Linked DNA regions of Mus musculus: region 1 is linked to region 2. A link is a contact called in public Hi-C data. All regions are on one chromosome and are shown on one strand. Each heading gives the region's core, a stretch centred on a gene start, on an enhancer-like site or on the middle of the called end of the contact. The rest is flanking DNA. Distances are from core to core; before and after follow the strand shown. Region 1 overlaps Gm30507 (a long non-coding RNA gene). Region 2 overlaps Nrip1 (nuclear receptor interacting protein 1).

What was found. A called contact is a pair of places that touch in the nucleus more often than the background predicts.
Region 1: a Hi-C map of uterus shows a contact between it and region 2, with 6 times the contacts expected there. The contact joins two enhancer-like sites. A contact is called at or near these places in 7 of 484 Hi-C or Micro-C datasets (CD4 T cells, double positive thymocytes, nephron progenitors and 2 more) and 1 of 9 other capture datasets (adipose tissue).

Annotation. Positions count from the first base shown.
Region 1 is chr16:76,200,304-76,204,121 of GRCm38.p6, forward strand. All of the region lies in intron 2 of Gm30507 (a long non-coding RNA gene), which reads right to left. Among named protein-coding and RNA genes, the nearest start is that of Gm30507, 47 kb to the right of the region's middle. Within about 2 kb of position 2,083, at least 58 of the 459 cell types and tissues checked have an H3K27ac peak or open chromatin away from gene starts, as enhancers often do. A contact at or near this core is called in uterus, where this site is marked.
Region 2 is chr16:76,319,500-76,323,145 of GRCm38.p6, forward strand. The region is part of intron 3 of Nrip1 (nuclear receptor interacting protein 1); the gene reads right to left. Among named protein-coding and RNA genes, the nearest start is that of Gm30569, 21 kb to the left of the region's middle. Within about 2 kb of position 2,257, at least 78 of the 459 cell types and tissues checked have an H3K27ac peak or open chromatin away from gene starts, as enhancers often do. A contact at or near this core is called in uterus, where this site is marked.

The sequences.
Region 1 (3,818 bases), core at 833-3,332, 120 kb before region 2:
ACGTGGGCCACACCTACCAGGTCTTGGAAAATAAGATTGGAGAGGGAAAAGGAAGACAGGAGTTAGCAGAAGGGAACTTGACTGTTGTCCAAGCACAGGGGCTCAGCTTCCCCACTCAGTTCCTTTCTTAGGAAAAAAGTCATTTCAGTTTCCTACACTGGAAGGTGGATGAAGTCTAAAAAGCCCCCTGCTGGCCACTCCTATTTCCACCCTATCAGTGCCTTTAAAATATAAGGCATACAAATTCCCTTACTTTAGCCATATTTATAACATAGTTTAACTTTCCATAACTAACTGGGATTTCTTCTACTTTCTCTTTTATTTAATTAAATCGACTATACCAATGCAAACTGCTAAAGACATGTCCCTGACTTGACTGTCTTTGATCTTTTTAAAAAAATAAAATAAAATCAATTGTTTAAAAAAAAAAATACATGTTTCTGGTGAAGTAGAATCTAAAATTATGTAACTAATGGATTGGTTTGTTATTTTTATCCTAAAGTGAAGAGAAATGTTGTTGTTTTTTTTTTTTTTTTACTATCTAAAGAACATGAAAAAAATTTAAATTAAGTAATAAATCAGTTTTGTCCAAAATTATTTAGACTAATGATTCCCTGTCTTAGTCTAGGAAACTGGCAATAATTATGCATAACAAACAAAAGCCTTGGCTGACTTTGTTCCATGCTCTAAGTTTACTCTACGAGGTCAGTGTGCAGACTTCTCTAGAAAAGAGAATTTCCTGGGGCAGACTGACCCAGGTTGTACAGGAATGTAAATAAAAATGATTGAGGATTCCTTTCTTTGCATAGAACAAATATTTCATGACTTTGTATATTATAATCCTCTTTCTCGTGTCTAACAAAGACATCATAGCATCAGCCAAATACTTAAAGCCTACTATTAAGATAAAAGCATTACTCCAATTTGTCATCACTTCTATTTAATTATATTTGTAAAAGAAGTGTGATTAATGGCACAGAAAGCAGATGCTTTGTAAGAGTGACAGCCATGTCACTGTGAACACAAAACGTTCCTCTGAAATGGACTCCAGGGTCTTCTGCCTAGCAAACTTGGGCAAGCGTGGACGTGCAAGAGAGAGCTGCCACAGTAATGTTTTAGTATTGCCATAGCTTTGGATGAGATTCTCTTCCACGTGAACAAGTCTTTCCTCATTCCTGACATCACTAACCTTTAGCAAGTCTATGGTTCCTCCATTCCACAGCCTTTGTAAAAACAGGAATGAATCTGCTACATGGTGTTCTGTACGTGAGCTTAAGAACGTTACTTACTGTATTCCAGAACACATTACTCCTTCAGGCTAGGGATACACCTGCATGACGGAACATCTCCTACCATGTGTGCATTCCTGTGATTGCTTCCTAACACCACAAAGGGCACAAAAAAAAAAAAAAAAAAAGGCAAAACCTTAAGCTCTCAGAGTCAGCATTATGAACGCAAGCCAGGACACGCTAAACTTTTCCTGAGGCAGAGTCCAGTCGAAAACTTTATGACAATCTTCCTGGATTGAGCTTTGCCTAAGATCTTCCCGTTGGTCATGAGACAGTCAGGGGACTAAAAGTGTGTCACTTGATTAAGTTTTTCAGGCTGATAACAAGAAGGTAAGCAACTATGTTATCCAGGAGGTTCCAAAGTCCCATGTCCATTCTGGGTCAACTACAATAATTCCCCTTCCTACGTCCAGACACTGCCTGTCACCTAAAGCCCATTAGGGGGCAATTTCCTAAAGCTGAACCCGAAGAGATTATGGGCTGCCCAGCTCAACCGAAGAAGCCAGCTAGTGTGAGTCACCAGAAAGTTCCTATAACCTAAGAACTTCTCTTACAGAAAATGCTACTTCCCAGGCTATCAAAAGAATCATCTTTCCCCTCAGGGCAAGGCTGGCTCTGCACACACAAATAGAGAGCATTTTCTTCGGCCTCCAGTTCAGATGGAGAAGAGTGATTTCTGTGTTGTTTATGTTCACTTGCTCTTTCAACCTAAGTTCAAAGGTTTGACTGCACCTCAGCACTTCAAACCCTTGGGCGGTGATCGCAACGTTCCATTGCATAGACACTCCTGAGGGGGGCAACATTGAACCTGTCAAGGATGGTTTCCCCTGCTTCTGGGCTCTAATGCTTCTCTCTCTACCAGTAGAGCTTTCAGCAGGAAAGACTCATTGATTTAGAAAGAAAAATGCTCCAGGTTCAAAGTTGAGCCAAGCAGTCCTTCCGTCCCACCAACAAATGCTAAGTACATATTCACTCGTGTTTGCTTTCTCAAGAGAGATTAGGAAAAGGAAATAGGAACACATTTGTATAGAATTTTCCTGAATCAAAAGTTATTATTGAAACCCAATACTATCCTGAAGCAAACAACCTTCTATACACAGTTTTAATATCAATTAGTTAATTGAAAATACTAATTGCCTATAAAAACATTCCATTTTCACTGAAAAACATCCACAACACATAAAGTATATTTAAATATACGATACACTAGGAAACAAAACAACCTGGAAGCACTGCTAATTACTTTGTCTTGCCAAGTTTGAACAAAGGGGATTCAATTTTGTTTCTTTAGTTCTGGGAACTGAACCCAGGGTCCTGTGCATGAGAAACAGAGAGTCAGAAACTCCAAATGTTGAACAAACTTTGACTTCCTCATAGAAAAATGAACCAGTGATTTCTCTAGACTCTGAGGGAAAAGCAGTCTTTTCAGATTATAAACTGTGAATGCCCTTCTCTTTCTAGACCACTGTGTTATGACAAATTGGCTACGTTTTATAACTGAGCAATGTTTTGACTCTTGGGGAATACTATAAAGTATGGAAAAACATGTGAGTATACATGTACTCTCATATAACCCAATAAGCTTACGTCAGTATAAGTGTTTTTGAACTGACTGTAATAGTCTAAGAGTTTGTGTTGACAGGAAGCACATAACCAAACACATGATTATGTTAGTAACCATATAAATATAAACTTTAGTGAACTAGAGCATTTCATTCTATATTACTTCACTAAGAAAATGTACTTGCTGCCTTAAGACTCCTTCACTGTACACTGATGAGCAGCTAGGATTCTCAAAGACTCTCAAATCCTCAGCGTTCTGTTGACTTCGGATTATGCACTTCTCTTGTTCACAGGGACCCTTATCCACTTGACACTCACTAAGCCACTGCTGTGAACTTTGCTTTGAGTTTGATCTCAGTGCTCTCCAAAGCCACTAATCATTTCTTCAATGTAAAACACAGTGAGTGCTTGGACATCACATATTTAATATTTTTGAATGATATTGCTACTTTCCTTAAAAATTTGCATTAAAATCCAACTCCTGGGGCCCCAGAAATATGACCTTACTTGGAAGTAGAGTCATTGCAGATGTAATTTGTAATAGGATGAGGTCATACTAGAGTAGGCTGACCCTTCCGCCAATATTTCTGGTACTCTTATCCATAAATGTGTCTCTGATGTTAGAGACACAATGTGACAGTACAGACAGATTGTTGTGCACTCCCAAACCAAGGCAACCAAAAATTTCTGGAGAACCATAAGAGAATCAGGAAAGGCAACAAAGAGTTACCCTACAGATTGTAGAGGTGGCCTGTAGCTTCCAACAACTCCAAAGAACCTCGAGACAATAGAGCACTATAGTTTTCAGAAGCCTGGCTTAGAGTAGTTCACCATGGAAGTCTACTGCATACCTTAAGACCACTAAGCCCTGCACTGTATTTTTTTCAAACAACCATACTACAGTCTCAACAAGATTCTTCCCAGTTCCTAATATGCTGAGGTTCCTTGAGACACCGAAAAAACCTC
Region 2 (3,646 bases), core at 1,007-3,506:
TGCCTTCGTGTGTGAATACCTTGAGAAGCCCTGCTAGCCAAAGGGCGGCAAACTAAACTATAATTAAGAGCAGAATAGAACACTCGTCTAACTGAACAAACTTCATTAGGAAGCTTCCCCAAGCACGTCTATTTTCATGTAAACAAATGCTCTGGCACAGTTAAAACACAGCTTAGTGCGTTCTTTCTGCGCCCTTCCTTTGCACCCCACACTCTCCTAAAAAAAAAAAAAAAAACCTCAGGAGCAATAATTAAGAAATAGGGAATGCAGTGAAGTATTGCAGGAATGTTTAATCAATACTGATACCTTTGTCCTTGACATGCGGACCATGTCACCAGGCTACTGTCATGTGATATCATGTCATTTCTCCACCTGGCTCCTGACCTTGTCCTCTAAATGACCTAAAGCTTCCCTAAAGTAGCAGGAGGCCCCTCCCCGCTGTCTCAGCAAGGTCGAATGGGTCAGCTTGTCCTCATCTATAATCCACCACCATTTGTCAGCAGGGAGGCTGGAGGAGGCAGGCTTGCTACAAGAGGAGAATGCCCAATTAGGCAGCTGTCACACAAAGCATAGGCTGCAAAATTATCCCCTGTCAAAAGAAAGAGCAGCTGCGGGTGCCAATTACAGCAACCTTTCAACCCTTTAGGTACTGGAAACTACACACAAGTAAATGAAGAACAATTAGCGATAACAAATCGATGAATTAGGACAGTAAATTAGAACGAGTAGCAGGTGAGCTTGGGTCATACATGACATTTAGGGCATACCAGACTCCAGGCAAGGGCAAAGCTCACTGCCTGGCGCCATGTCCCTGCATATAGAGTCCCTTCTACTATGTCTCTTGGCAAACCTGAAATCCTTTTCGATATCTGTACCTAAAACTATGTGTCTTGATGTAAGAGTCCTTTTTCTTTTCATGGACTCAAAACAAATGTTTCTTGACAGGAAGAAAATCCCTCCCAAGAACAGGTCTAGTAAATTCTAGGTAGTTCTTATACAATCTACTGTGTTATCCACTCCAACTTAAAAATGTTAAGTGTAGCTTACAGAATCCAAACTACCTGTTAAAATACTCACACTGAAACTACTATACATCTTTACACACTAGTTGGCCAGATTCCCATTAGCTCCTATTTGCAGAAAAGCAATGGGGTCTGAATTCTGAGGAAATTCTTCTGCCAATATCATCAAACTCAAATCAAGTTTCTCGGCCCAAATGTGATTTTCTCTCACATAAAGAAATAACAATTTTAATGGTTTATATCTAATACCTATAAATATAACAATCATAAAATTAATTAATCTTTCATTATTGGGCCCCAGGGTCATGCATGAAGTCCAAGCAGAAGACATTGACTCTCCTGGAGTCTATCTCATTGAGCTACTGGCCCACAGCAGAGCAAACCCAACATGGCTGTGAAGTATTCATGGGTCTGGTGTTATTAGCCTTAGCATGTCAACTGCCCTCAGAAACAAATTTTGGAAGGTCCATTTTAAATCCGTGTCAATTCTTGGAAACTTGAAAGACCTGATCTGGATCCGCTGTTGATTTGAAAGAAACAGGGGCTAATGAGTTCAGTGAGGCATCTCCATCGGAAGTGGGTGTGTCAGGGGGGAGAGAGAGAAGGTATCAGGCCCTACGCACCTCCCTCCTATACAGTATAAATGAATCACAGCCGCCAGAGGGTCAGCCCTAGTTCTTCCAGCCATTTGATAAAATTTCCAGGAGCCGTGTCTCCGAGAGAAAACTCCATTAAAAGTTTATCTCAGGATTACATTTATAAATTATGTTTTGTCTCAAAACATAAACCAGACTCTTGGACAAATTTTCCTTATTTTAGAGTGCAACCCCGCAATGTCAGACATGGAGAATGCAAAGAAAGGGCAAGGAGATGGGGAGGAAGGAGTTAATGCCTTTAGAATTCGGTTTCCATCATACATGGGTGACTATCTCTTTAAATAATTTAAATCCTCTCCATCAACTACAAAGCTGTTTTGAAGCCATTTAGCTTTCTTCTTTACATGTGTTCTAATTAAGAAATGACCTTGTCATCACGCACACCAGAAATCCGGGATTATTTCCTACAGCAAAAAATTCACAAAGCCTCCCCCCCCCCCAAAAAAAAAAGAGAGTAGAGGTGGGGGGAGGGGAGAGAGACTTCTTCCCCAGTTCCCTCACTGAGGAAGTTGTTGGTTGGCTGAATGCTGAAGCAGTTCCACCGCATAATTTTTTTTCTGTTGTTGTTGAATGTCACAGGGCGGGTTAGAGTGACCTTGAGCTGCATCAGCGGCTCAGCAAGGGTCGAGATGCCTGCAGGCGCCCTTGTACTGGATTTGCAAGACAAAAACCTTCAAACTGGCTGAAGGACATCTTAAATCTCTTCAAAGGTTTCCCGAACTAATCTGGGCTGCTCTTAGCAGGATCAGCGCCAGTATGAGAAGCAAAATTAAAAACAAGGTCTTTGACAGGATGCTGTCTCCTCTTAACCCTTCCAGAGCAGAACAGAAGACGTTACAAGCACTCTGGAGAGATGGCTTACCTAGAAGCACTCTTTCATAACAAATTATGTAAGCAAGAAATCACAAAAAGAAGGGAGGGGGGAACTATTAGTCCTCAAAAGTAAACATTCCTTCCGTTTTATTTATAATGAATTCAAGCTGGGTATTTTTTTTTTCCTTGACTATACTTTAGTGTCATGGTGATAAACCTGAAAACTACAGCTATATCTTAGATTTGCAGCACTGTAAAAATCAAATCACTCCATCGACACGAATCTAGGACTTTCAGTGTTTGAAAAATAAGCTCTGGGCTGGTTAAATCGAAGACCAGGTACGATTGCATATACCTTGCTAAAGTGACAATCAAATAGTATCATGTGACTAGAAACAGACCTGAGAAGGACCTGAGAAGAACCTGGTAAAGCTAGCTCAGTGCTGTTTGCTGGGAGAGGCAAACGTGCCCTTTTCCACACTGTTCTCAGCATCTCCATCCATGTATAGGCCAAAAGAGAAAGAAGAGCGAGGCAGTTGAGGCTTCCTTGCTATGGTTTGAGTGTGACACCCCCAGACTTATGTGTTAGAGCCTGCATCCTCAATTTCATCCACTAATGGTACTAACGGGATGGAATGATGTCATAAAGGTGTGGCCCCTATAAAGGAAGAAATTAGCACTTAGAATGGCAGGTCTCTGAGTGCTCTCACTGCGCAGTATCCCCTGCTATCCAGTGATTCTTAGGATGTACCATGCAGCCTTCACCAGACACCAAGCAAATGACTGCACAGTGCTCCCAGACTGCTCAGTACCGAGAAACATGCATTCCTCTTCCGGTACTCAGCCTTGGGTATATTGTTAGAGCAGCAGAAAACAGACTAAAGAGAGGTAAATGTTTGGCCTTTCCCAAAGCAGGGCCTTTGGATTTCAATGCAGGAGCTATAGTAGGCAAGTTTGAAAATAATTATTCTAAAACCAAACAATACAAAATGATAAAAACAAAAACAAAATAACAGAGTGGGGCACAGTAGTGCACACCTTTGATCCCAGAACTCAGGAGGCAGAGGCATGGGGATCTCTGTGAGTTCCTGGAAGCTTGGTCTTTAGAGCTTGGAGGTCCAGGACATCCAAGGCTATACAGTGAAACCCTGTCTG